Linked DNA regions of Zea mays: regions 1 and 2 are each linked to region 3. The links are chromatin contacts, called in public Hi-C maps. All regions are on one chromosome and are shown on one strand. Each heading gives the region's core, a stretch centred on a gene start, on an enhancer-like site or on the middle of the called end of the contact. The rest is flanking DNA. Distances are from core to core; before and after follow the strand shown.

The links. Hi-C and Micro-C count contacts between places; a contact is called where the count stands out from the background.
Region 1: a contact with region 3 is called in a Hi-C map of tassel, with 4 times the contacts expected there. The contact joins the enhancer-like site here to the promoter of LOC103626673 in region 3. A contact is called at or near these places in 2 of 25 Hi-C or Micro-C datasets (ear and tassel).
Region 2: a Hi-C map of ear shows a contact between it and region 3, with 5 times the contacts expected there. The contact joins the enhancer-like site here to the promoter of LOC103626673 in region 3. A contact is called at or near these places in 5 of 25 Hi-C or Micro-C datasets (ear, leaf, tassel and 1 more).

Annotation. Positions count from the first base shown.
Region 1 is chr5:87,649,068-87,653,274 of Zm-B73-REFERENCE-NAM-5.0, reverse strand. No RefSeq gene overlaps it. Among protein-coding and RNA genes, the nearest start is that of LOC100273974, 65 kb to the right of the region's middle. Within about 2 kb of position 2,059, at least 10 of the 20 cell types and tissues checked have an H3K27ac peak or open chromatin away from gene starts, as enhancers often do. A contact at or near this core is called in ear and tassel, where this site is marked.
Region 2 is chr5:87,707,230-87,711,583 of Zm-B73-REFERENCE-NAM-5.0, reverse strand. No RefSeq gene overlaps it. Among protein-coding and RNA genes, the nearest start is that of LOC103626671, 62 kb to the left of the region's middle. Within about 2 kb of position 1,328, at least 16 of the 20 cell types and tissues checked have an H3K27ac peak or open chromatin away from gene starts, as enhancers often do. A contact at or near this core is called in ear, leaf and tassel, where this site is marked.
Region 3 is chr5:87,901,744-87,906,151 of Zm-B73-REFERENCE-NAM-5.0, reverse strand. LOC103626673 reads right to left here and starts at 1,581. Exons shown (of 4, transcript XM_020538437.3): 1 at 1,035-1,581. The coding sequence starts at 1,208.

The DNA.
Region 1 (4,207 bases), core at 810-3,309, 250 kb after region 3:
GATCCGAGCGCTTTCTTTCCTGTCTCGTGATCCGCCTGTCGACGACTGCCGCGCTAGCTGCTCCGTCCTCCTGGTCTCCTGGAGCCCCTCGCCGCCGTACGGCTGGGCGGTGGCGCCATCTGGGCCTCTGCATCTGCATGCATGCGCGCACAGGCACAGGCACGGGCACGGAGCCACGGACGCAGGCGGGCGTTCCACGCCGTGACGATGCGTCCATGTGCACTGAACTCTACCGTCTGCGAGATTTGCAAAAGCTCCGATCCGGCCCGGCACGGACAGATGTGACGATACACTCTTTTATCATCAGTTGCAGTCGTCTCTCTTCTCCGATCCTAGCTACCTAGTTGCCCCAAAGCAATCAAGTTTTCTTTAGATATTCGAGTGCGGTCACATATGATCTAGCTAGTGCGGTCTTGGTTGTTTGCTGATCAATTTCCAGCTACATGCACATATGCATGGTTGCACCACTCTGTGTAGTTATCAAGGTTTACCGAAACCACGGTGGGTGGTACCGGTTAACCACCGATTTTTTTTTCTATTCAAAATACACTCTAAATTTAAAGTATTTGAATTTTTTATAAACAATGAAACCACCGGTAAATTGTCCTATTGGGGCTCGGTAAACAGCTATTTTTTTGCCGTAAAACCGGATTTAATACCAAGATTGAGCTCCAGTTTAGTCATTTAGTGGCCAGTTTAGACATATTAGTCTTGTTTACTGTTATATGCTATATGTGAAGATATTATATGCTATATGTGAAGATGATTTACCGGTAGATGCATTTTTTTTGCCTAGTTTAAGTGCTAGTTTAGTGCCCAGACATGGTTAGTGTTTAGTTGTTTATACGTGACATGTTTTATATTTTAATTACATATTTTATGTCAACTATGTATTGTTCTTGTAGGAGACATGCCAGATATAGTCTGCGAGAATGGAGAGAAGATTGACACGAGTTTTAAGTGCAAGTATTGTAGAGAAACGAAGAGCGGAGGGAGTGGTACTCGTTTGAAGGACCATCTCGCACATAGAAGCGCAAGTGTTCTAGATGCATGCACATATAACTACAACCAGATCAGAATGGTCTCATATTCTGATCCTTCCTTACTTGTTTGAGTACTATCACTATGACTCGAGCTGAATATGTGAGTATTGTGAAACATGTTGACCTATGTGTCGTGAGAGAACTCTAAAAGAACTTGTATTTGAGTATTACGAAGTTCGATGGTTATTTGTTGCATGAGAATTTGAATTTATGGTTGCATATATATTGTATGTCATTTTGGTGAACATATGTTGTGTGGATTAATATTGACTATGCAACATGAATTAGCAAAATACAAGTGAACCCTGTCATTTTTCTATTTTTTCTGTAGTAAACATAAAAAATCAACTATTTTGGGTGAAAAACCGCCAGTTTGACTGGTTTATCAAAGGTTTTTCGTCGATAAACCGGTACAGAAAAGATTTAATTTGGATTGGACAAACCAGTTGGTTTTACCAATAAACCACCGTTACCGGCGAGGGCTGGTTTTTGCATGTGAAACAGTTCAGTGAACCCTGGCAGTTATCAGCTTGCTCAATGCGGCTTTAATCAGGTTACGGCTTCTACGGTGTTTTGTCTCTTTGGATTACAGCTGCAACAATCCACTAGTAGAAAAAGGCTCAACGCCTGCAGGGCGATATATTTTTATAGGCAGATTTGGTTATCAACCGCATGTGCTATTTTAGTGACGGTTTTTAAGAAACCGTCACTAGAAATCGTATTTCTACAGGTGGTTCTTTAAGAAAACCATAAATTTGTACATGCGGTTTTCTTAAGGAATCGTCTGTAGAAATACGATTTCTAGTGACGGTTTTCTTAAGGAACCGCAACTAGAAATCCTTTTTATCCTTTTACTTTTCTGTTGGTAGGAGGTGCCGCGCATGACCGAGACTAGATAGACGACTGAAACGTACGTACGTACTCCTACGTTGTGGACATGGTTGTGGAGTTGGTCAGCATGCAATACTATCTACTGTACTGTGTGAGAGAGAGAGAGGTGGCAGCAGGCAGGCACACCACGCCATTCAAACAGCGGGGTTAGAGATGGCCATGCATGTCACAGCAATAACGGTTGGCAGTGGCGTACTGGCGCATGCATGTTTGCTGCTGCAACATGACACGTCCGTCCAAATCCAGTTTTGGATCCATCCATTGCTGAGACTGAGCGCCTGCCGAAAGACGTCGGTGCATGCATGCAGCCCGGACGGCCGCGCGCAGCCGCGGAGCGAGGGACGGAAAACTAGAGACGCGGCCATATGAGGTGCTTGCTTCTAACTGGAGAGCTAGGGACGATGACCGATGGGCATGGCACGAAAGGGACTGTAGCATGTAGTGGAGGTGGAGCTGGTGCTTAGCTGTTATCAGTCACAACAGTAAAACGAAACAACTTCCGACGGCCAAAACCGTCGGACATAAGCTGTAAACCGTCGAAGATAGCTTATGTTCGACGATATTTAGTTATCTCCGACGGTCTCTGGCCGTCAGACATATGGGGTCGGAAATAACATAATGTCCGACGGTAGCCGTCGGACATAAGCTATCTCCGACGGCCGTAACCACCCGTCGGAGATAGTACATGTCAACCGTTTTACCGGTCGTTTGGTGGGACCCACAACTTTTATATCCAATTAATGGCCGTCGGACATAAGGGCTTGTTATCTCCGACGGTTTATATTAAGTCGTCGGACATAACCAACATTTATGTCCGACGGCTGACGCCAGGCCTTCGGACATAACAAATTTCAGAAATTACACAAAATTCTGTTTTTAAAAAAAAAATCTGACATTTACAAAAAAAACAGATTTCATACAAATATACACAGAGTTTATATACAACCACATATTCACAATCACAAATATATTCACATAAGTATTCACATTCACAAATTTAACATAACAACATATAGTTCCAAATAGTCTCAACAAGTCTTTTACATCAACATATAGGTCCAAAATAAAAACTGACATTGTTCGACGGATAGTCTTTGACATGAACAGTAATAGTTCCAAATTAAACACATTTGATGAACTATCATTCATATCCATCGCCTGGTTGATTCGAGTTATAGCCATTTCCTCCGGCTGGACTCTGCGTGTTGAAAATGTTGTTCACCCAAGAATGCGATGCGTCGTCTTGATCAGACCCATCTCCAGGTGCGGCAACTGAAGCGGGTGGTGTCTGAAATCCCTATAACACACGCACATGAAATAGTAACCACTTAGTTTTTCATTTAAACACATAAGACATCTATGAACATGTCACACACGCATATGTGTACATACCATAGGGAATTGTGATGGAGGCGGAGGTGGAGGCGCCAGCATTGGCATCGGCAGTGCAAAGTCTGGAGGCGGCATCCCATATGTCGGCACCGGGACGCCCGCTTGTTGGGCTAGTTGCTAAAAATTATATACAAACCATTTTTGAGCAAATAAGATACACATCATGTGTTTTGCAAAATAAGGTACAAAATGTTACTTCAACTTACCGAGAGAAGAGCTTGATTTTGGGCCTGGAGGTTTGCATAATACTCGACCTTCTTCTTCTGGTACTCAGCTTGTTGTCTCTGGTACTCAGATTGTTGCCTCTGGTACTCCAATTGTTCCCTCAGAATTGATTGATGATACTCTGCCTGTTGACGCAACACTGCAAGCTCTATCTCTTGGGCGGATGATCGTGAACGGGATGACTGTGAAGATGACGATGTGGACTGTCGTCCACGGCGTCTCAGCTCCCTAGAATCAATCGTAGAATCAAAAATACCCAACCTACAAGAGTGAACCATGCACTTAGTATAGTAAATCATGGACTCAGTTGAATCGCAAGCATATGAGGATAATTTTGAAATCCAAATCAAATAATCCCACCGTTTATGGGCTTGTCCTCCTGCGCTAGCATATGCTGCCTGAGGGTCGATTGGCTGGCTCCTCTAATCGTACTCATGTCCATAGTGTTGAACCATCTCCTGCCCATACGAAGCCTGGAGGCAAACAATATCAAATATAAGTGCATCACCAAATTGATGGACAAACACATAATAGAGTACCAAAAACTCACTAGACGGTCGGTGGCCGTCTGAGTGCATAAAACATCAGGATTCTGAGGATCAGAACCTCTATGTCCTTGCATATACACCTCCACATCCGTGGGCATACAGCCGGAT
Region 2 (4,354 bases), core at 79-2,578, 190 kb after region 3:
ATTTTGGGAGGCATGTTTGTGTGCTGGCGGCTCAAGATTTGGGGGAAGGGGAAAATGGTTGGAGTAGGGTTTGCTTTTGTGTTTTCGCGCGGGCGCGGCGTGCCCAAATTGCACACTGCTTTTATGCCGACTCACGGTGCGAGACTATTGGTACGAATTGCCGACTAACGAAGCGATGCTATTCACGTATACATATAGTGACTGATGCTCAATTGGACTATAGATTTATACCGACTTATTATCTGTGGCAAGATATGCCGACTAACAGTTCAACGGTAATATTATATTTATAGCGACAGTTGTTCGACGCTAATTTGGTGTTGTGGTATAGTGGCGGTGTGAGCAGGAGGACGACAGAGCATGAACGCGGGCGTCGTGTCATCGCCAAAGCGTGATAGGAGACCTATGTGAGGACAAAGCGTGGGTAGAGCGACTTGGACGTGAGTAGGAGTTGGTAGGCAAGAGCAGGGAGGTCTTAGGCATCCACACATGCAAGGAGAGATATGATCTTGTCAAGGAAGGCGAGGATGGGGGTGCGGTAGGCCAACGGGAGGTCGTGGAGTAGTGTGGCAACGATGAGGAGCGTGGAGGGCTAGGTAGGCGCGGATTAGAGGGCGACAAATGCAACAGAGGTAGAGGTAGAGGAAGGGAAGGGCAAGAGAGGGAGGATATCGTAGGGAGAAGGGAGAGGTGGTCCGCGGGGGTGGCGATACTGTGTGAGGCAACAATATCGACAAGGTCGTTGGGCGAGAGCTCCGGGAGAACACACACCGCAATGTAGTCGATGCTGACTATATCGACCAATCGTCAGATCTATCGATTGGCCGATCGAACCGACTAGCATATTGAAGCTGAACTGATCGATACCGACCGGTCCGTAGGTTGCGTCATGCTTGGTAACTATGCGTGTTAGAGCCAGCCTAAGATATTACCCAACTTGTATGAGTATAGAAGGTAGCTAGTGTGCATCTAACCAGTATTGTGTCTAGCAAATCGTGCATATGTTCGTGTAAAACATTGTATTTCACCGTAGATAACACTGTTTAATTATAAAATAAAGTTTAAAATTGGCTGTAAATAATAAATAAGATAGGATTGCTGATGGAGGTAGCCTAATGAGTACCTTGAATAATTGCCTACTAAAAGATTGATGAGGAGGCCCAATGAGCAGCCACAGTTTGCTCTACTGGGTGCGTAAGCTATCCCGTCCATTGCGATGTCATTGGCGTCCGTACGGTTTGGACATGACATGTCATCACCCCGGGACCGGCCGGGCCCTGGCTAGCTAGCTACACAGTGGAGCTCTGAAACTTTCGGTCTCAAAGAAAGGCTGCGGTGCCGGTGCGGCAACTGGATATGCTGGCGGTAAGCTGCACTGCATCCGCATGTGTGCCACTCGCCAGCTGCTCATCAACTGCATGCGCCCCAGTGCCCCACCGGGAGGCCGCCCGACCGGCCACCAGGCCGCAGCAGCTTGCGACATAGTGCGTGCATGCGCTTTGACCGTGGTCTTTGATCCATCTCTAGGCACTGCTGCCAGTGACCGGCTGGCCAGACAAAGGCAGGCAGCAGGCGACGATGGTGATATGGATATACTAGTATATACAGTACAACCGAATTTTTTGCATTTTGGTCCTTCAACGGAAAAAAAATCATGTTTGGACCCTAAAAAATTTTAATGTCATTTTTGGACCCTTTGCTCGGCGCCGTAGCCTGTGGCGCCGAGGTAACACAGCTCGGCGCCATAGGCTATGGCGCCGAGGTACGTGCTGCGTTGGCACAAACGGACGTCGTCGCGCCGACGTGGTACCGAGCTCGGCGCCATAGATCATGGCGCCGAGCTTCGTTCTGTACAGAAAACTTGTCTAGCTCAGTTGGTAAAATACATGGCTCTTAACCCTGTGGTCGTGGGTTCGAGCCCCACGGGTGGGCGTTTTTTAATACTTTTTGTCTTTGTCACTTATTTATTTTTTTTGTTGTCCATATTTTTCGTTTATGTCGTTGATTTGTCCGTCATGATTTATTTCTCATCCAATTTTATTTTTGTGACTGATTTGTTTATTTGTCCAGATTTTTTTTATCCGGCGAGCACAGCAGCTGTATATGCAGTAAATTCTAAAATATATCATCTATGAGACAAGTATATAATGGAGTATACTTTTATTTAGTGCAGAAGAAAAAAAGATGAATATGTGTGCTTCTTTTTAGTGGGAATATGTTATTATGTATTTAAAATTTATGTTCAAAAGAACTCAATGAAAATATAATATTTTTATTTGATCACGATTGAAGTAAGAGTGTTCTCATTTGATTTTTATTGTGGTTAGCTGAGCAAACAAGGGGAGAAGTTGACGGCTTGTGAGCACTGTGGCACACAGCTGCTGTGCTCGCCGGATAAAAAAATCTGAACGAATAAACAAATCAGTCACAAAAATAAAACTGGATGGAAAATAAATCAGGACAAATAAATCAGCGACATAAACGAAAAATATGAACAACAAAAAATAAATAAGTGACAAATACAAAAAGTATTAAAAAACGCCAACCATGGGGCTCGAACCCACAACCTCAGGGTTAAAAGTCTTATATTTTACCAACTGAGCTAGACAAGTTTTCTGATTAAAATAGAGCTCGGCGCCATGATCTATGATGCCGAGCTCGGTACCACGTCAGCGCCACGACGTCCGTTTGTGCCAACGCAGCACGTACCTCGGCGCCATAGCCTATGGCGCCGAGCTGTGTTACCTCGGCGCCATAGCCTATGGCGCCGAGCTGTGTTACCTCGGCGCCACAGGCTACGGCGCCGAGTAAAGGGTCCAAAAATGACATTAAAATTTTTTAGGATCCAAACGTGAATTTTTTTCCGATGAAGGACCAAAATGCAAAAAAATCGGTATATACTACTAATCCTACTTCCAAGAGCCTGAATGCAAACGCTGAAAAAAACACGAGACAGCCTGGTCGGTTTTTGAAGGGAGTAAAGATAAAACTAAGAAACTGTACGATATAATAATATATGAAAAGTCGTATAAAGATAGATATTTCACAAAGAGATTGTCTCTTATAACTTTTTATCATTTAATCCTTTAAAAACTTCTCAAAAGACGGAATACTAAATAGAATTGCATATATCGTAACAAAGGCGGACACAAAAAAGGCGTTGCCTCTGTTCATGAAACGCCAGACCACTTTGAGAAAAACAACACCGTTAAATATTATAGAAGACGAACATTTTAAAGGCATGTATAATGGGTATTTTGAGTTGCGTCTTCGGCTGCATCTTCTTTTAGAATAGGAAATATATTAAAATATTCCAGCTTCTGCACCAATAGATGCATGTGTCTGTTCAATTATTACATCCAAAATCAAAACACTCGATGCTTAATATCTCAAGAACAACCAAGTTTCATAATATACTAAAAACCAATTCGATTACTAAAACTCCATCCGTTGTATGAGAAAACTTGCATCATTGTAGTCTCAAGCGCACAACATCCTCACTTGATTTGTGTCATATTTTCCTCTTTTTGCAACACGGGCCATTGTCTTATCCAGTGGGTTCCTCTGAAGACTACCTGCAAATGAGTAGAAACTAATATACTGTTAAAAATCACAACATTTCGACATAGCCATTCTGCGAGATGTTTCCAAAATTCTAATCGGGTACTCAGAATAAGTTAAGTCCTCATTAATGTTGAGTTCTCCCATAGGTAACTATTCTTCCGGTACTCTTAAGAATTTCTTGAGTTGTGACACATGGAATACGTCATGCACATCTCATAGGTTGTCGGGTAGTTCTAACTCATATGCTACTTCTCCTTTCCTTTACAAAATTTTGAATGGACTGATATAACAGGGAGATAATTTGCCTTTAACTTGAAATCTTCTCATTCCTCTCATTGGTGAAACCTTTAGATACACGAAGTCTCCAACTTCAAAGGTTAATTCTCTTCTTCTATTGTCAGCATAGCTCTTCTGCCTTGACTGTGCTGTTTTCAAATTCTCTCTAACAATCTACACTTGCTTCTGTGCTTCTTGCAGAATTTCTGGACCAAATACTTGACTTTCTCCAGTTTGATTCCAATAAAGCGGTGTTCTACATTTCCTTCCATCGAGTGCTTCAAATGGTGCCATCTTTAGATTTGCTTGGTAACTATTGTTATAAGAGAACTCTGCATAGGGCATACTCTTATCCCAACTTTTACCATATTTTAAAGCACAAGCTCTAACATGTCTTCTAACACTTGATTTGTTCTTTCTGTTTGTCCATGTGTTTGTGGATGATAGGCTGAGCTGAAATTTAGCTTAGTATCTATGGACTCATGTAATCTTTTTAAAAAATGTGAGGTAAATC
Region 3 (4,408 bases), core at 332-2,831:
ACCCCGGTCAGGCAGGAAGGAGCAGACGAATTATATTAATTATAGCGATGAAGAAGTAGCACTGCTCCGGAGTCCTGGAGCGGGTGCGAAAATCATGGTTGGGATTGCTGTTACAGTGGCGCAGATTAGGACTCAATCAGCGCCTCCTGCTGGCTTATAAACCCTAATCAAGGGAGTGGCATGCATGCATGCATGCATGGGTGGAAAAGGGAATGGATGGATGAGCTCATGACCCAACCAAACCAAACCTCGCAAGGCGACAAGGCGCTGCGCGCGCGAGGAATCAAGTACGTGCAAGTTTTGCAACAACCTGTACTGCCTCTGCCTGCCTGCGAGGAAGGGAGAGAGAGAGAGAGAGGAGAGCGATTAGCGAGATGGGGTTTGGTTTCCTTTCCTTTCCCTTGATTCCTTCCCGCGCACGGACGACACGAGAAGAGACCACGCATCAAATCAAATCATGCGAGAAATGGTAGGGGGGAAATATTTTTTTGTTTAGGCTAAAGCCGGGACCAAATCTAGTCCAAGGAAGGAAGGAAGGAAGAGACAGCACGCGACAAAACAAAAGCGAGATACTACACATCCAATTCCCATGCCCCTCCTCCTCTACACTTGTAGTACTACTCTAGTAGTAGTATATAGGAAGAAGTAGCGTCTAGTGCTATATACGCCGAGGAATAATAAATAAACAATTAAATCAAATAAAGAAATCGATTGATTGGTACTCGTCCCCGCCGTTCCCATCCGTTGCACAAGAACCGAGGCCACCAGCAATAACCCCCAAAAAGCTGCCCCCCGGTGGCGGTGGCGGTGGGGAGGTGGTGTGTTCATCCAACAACAACAAGAAGCGGAGCGGAGCGGGACAGCGGCGGCGAGAATTGCTGCGAAGCTAGCAGGAGTAGAAACTGAGCAGATCGCCCGGCCAGGTGCATGCCACGCGACGCCATGGCAGCCTGGCAGGGAGAGGGGAAGGCCGCCGGAGGAAGGAAGAGGAGAGGCCGGGCGAGGAGGAGGACGACGACGAGACTCGCACTCACCTGGAGGAGCGGGTGGTGGCGGTGCGCGGGGGCGCAGTGCGGGCAGATGCTGGCGCAGCAGGCGAGGCAGAAGATGTTGCGCTCGTTCTTCTTGCGGGACTCGTGCGCGGGGCACGCCACGAAGAAGCTCTCCGCCACGAGCCCGCCCACCCACCCGGCGGGCGCCATCCCCATCCACCACCGCACCGGGACCGAGGCCGGTCGCTCGGTCGATCTCCCGGAGCCCGCCTCCGGCCGGCACGCGGATCTCTCCCTCCTCCTCCTCCTCCTCCTGGGCTTGTTGACTGATCGCTCTCCCTCCGATCCCTCTGGCAGGGCAGGGCAGCGCGCAGGCAGCAGAGGCAATTCTGCCCGCCGTGCCGACCCCGGCCCCTCCTCCTCTCCTCTCGCTGGGGGCGCGCGCTGGGCTGGTTTGTTTAGTAGCGGACCGGGCCGGACTGGACCAGACCGGATCTGCGGTGGTGGTGGTGTGGTGCAAGGCAGGGCACAGGGCAGGCAGGCAGGGCAACGGCGCACTAGTACTATTACGTGTGCCTTGTCTCGTAGCTGCGCTGCCTTGGCGCTCGCGGAGGGAGAGAAAAACGAGGCGAGAACAAGATAGTGAGGGAGCACTACAGTAAAACTATACAATTCCGACGGTCGTCTTATGTCCGACGGCCCCGTAGGCAACCGTCGGACATACGGTTATGTCCGACGGCCAACAGCGGCCGTCGAAAATAAAAAAATATAACCGACGGCTGGCAGACTGACCGTCGGACATTACCTTATGTCCGACGGCCGACCCCCTGGCCGTCGGACATTAGCTTATGTCCGACGGCCTCGTACCGAGCCGTCGGACATAAGGCTTTTTAACGCGCGGTTCCGACCCGCGCGCCTTCAGTTTCACCCGAGACCGCGCGTTTCTATCCTGCCGCCGCCGAGCACGCCTCCGCCGTGTCCGAGGAGAAGCCGCCGTCGCCGCCACGCTCGTCGCCGCCACGCTCGTCGCCGTCCCGCCCTATCGCCGTACCGCCCGCCCCCACTGCTCGTGCTCCGGCGCCCGCCGCCGCCCCACCGCTCCGTGCTCGTGCTCCGGCCACCGCCACGCCCGTGCTCCGGCCACCACCGCCACGCCCGTGCTCCGGCCACCACCGCCCCTAGCTCGTGCTCCGGCCACCGCCACGCCCGTGCTCCGGCCGCCGCCGCCGCCGCCCCGTTCGCCGGTCGCCGCCGCCCCGTTCGCCGGTCGCCGCCGCCCCGTGCTCCGGCCAACGGCCCCGTGCGCCCGCCGCCGCCCGTGCGCCCATCGCCGGCCGACTCTCCACACCCGCTAAGTGAGTATACTTAATTAGCAATTTTGTTTATTAAAATTGTATGCTTTTATTAATGTATTTGATTAGAATTGTATGTTTGTATTAATGTATTTGATTGAAATTGTATGTATTAATGCATTTGATTGTTTAGTTTGTTATGTCCGACGGTCAAAATTTGATTAGTTAATTAAAGTAGTTTGTTTTACTTTATTTAGTGGTACTTTAGATAATTTTAATTTTTAATTTCCGAGGGTAATTATTATGCCCTCGGAAATAAGGTCATTTTATATGATTTGTCATCTATAACAATATTATTTCGTATGTAATATTGTATTATGGTTTATTAGTTTAATTATTTAATAATGCACGATGATTATAGTTAATCATAGTGTATCGTAGTGTGAACAAACGAAACCTAGGCGTCACCCGTTTCGGCCCAACACACCTTACAAGCGACGCATGTGAGGTATGTTGGGCCGGAATTGTCCCTTTTTTGGACAGCCTCGGGGTGACCGACAGAGTCCGTGTTTATGACAAAAGCATGTGCTCCTGCTTAGTTTCGGCAGCATAACCTCTCTGTTCTTCAATTGCACCATTTTTAGGCGTGCGATTGGAGAACAACGGGGTTATGCTGCCGAAATTTCGCACGACCACATGTCTTGTCATAAACACGGTCTCGTCGGTCACTCCTGGGTGGGTTTAGGACCTATCCTTTCCTACAGATGTAGGGGCGTGATTTCTTCGTAAAAACGGAATGCACGTGCAGTACTTATCTAATTAAGTTAACGTATCGTATCTAGTATGGAGGAGAATCGTCGATGGATGTATGAAGGTTGGAAGAAAAGAGGTGCTCTATCAAGTGAGTGGGTGGCCAAGACTGATGCTTTTCTCGACCATGCTTTTGCTCGGTCAGAGACTGGAACCGATGTTAGGTGCCCTTGTAGCAAGTGTCGGAACATTAATTTCCTTGACAGGAGGACTATGTCGATACATATTTGCAAGAACGGTTATATGCCAGGCTATGAGGTGTGGGTGCACCACGGTGAGGACCCACCTCGTATTGTATCGGAAGTTCAGTCACATGAAGAGGAGGACTACGATAGGATGGAAGAGATGCTTGACGATGTACGCCATGAGTTTCTAACCGTCGATTCGGAGAACCCCGGTCAACCCACCGAGTTTGAGGATCCAGCTACACCTGAGGTTCAGAAGTTCTTCGAGCTCCTTAAAGCTGCCGAAGAGCCGTTGCATGAGCACACAAAAGTGACTGTCCTTGTATTTGTGACTCGACTTATGGCTATTAAGTCTAAGTTTGCATTCTCAAACAACTGTTACAAGGAACTTTTGAACTTGATCAGTGATGTACTTCCGGAGAATCACAAGATGCCAAAGGACATGTATCAGTCTAAAAAGCTGTTATCTGGCCTCGGTATGGACTACGAAAAAATCGATGTCTGTGAAAATAATTGTATGCTTTTCTGGAAGGAGACCGCAGGTGAGAAGAAGTGTACTGTATGTGGTGAGCGTAGATTCGTTGAGGTTGAAAACGACGATGGTTTGACCGTGACTACGAAGATTGCACATAAGCAGCTTCGTTACATGCCTCTCATACCTCGGTTGAAACGTTTGTTCATCTCCAAAAATACAGCCAGACACATGAGGTGGCACAAAGAAGGGGTACGTGAGAATCCAAATGTCATGGTGCACCCAGCTGATACAGATGCATGGAAGGCACTAGATGCTTTTGATTCCAGCTTTGCTGATGAAGTGCGGAATGTCCGCTTCGGTTTGGCAACAGATGGTTTCTCACCATTCAATCTAACTGCTACGTCGTACTCATGTTGGCCCGTCTTTGCTGTTCCATACAACCTTCCACCAGCTCTTTGCATGAAATATGAATTTATTTTCTTGTGTCTTATAATACCTGGTCCGGATCATCCTGGAACAAAGATCGATGTGATGATGAGACCCCTGATTGAAGAATTGAAAATTTTGTGGGAAGGAGTCGAGGCGTACGATTGTTACAAGAAACAGAAGTTCAACCTGAGAGCCGCGTTTTTATGGTCTATTCATGATTTTATG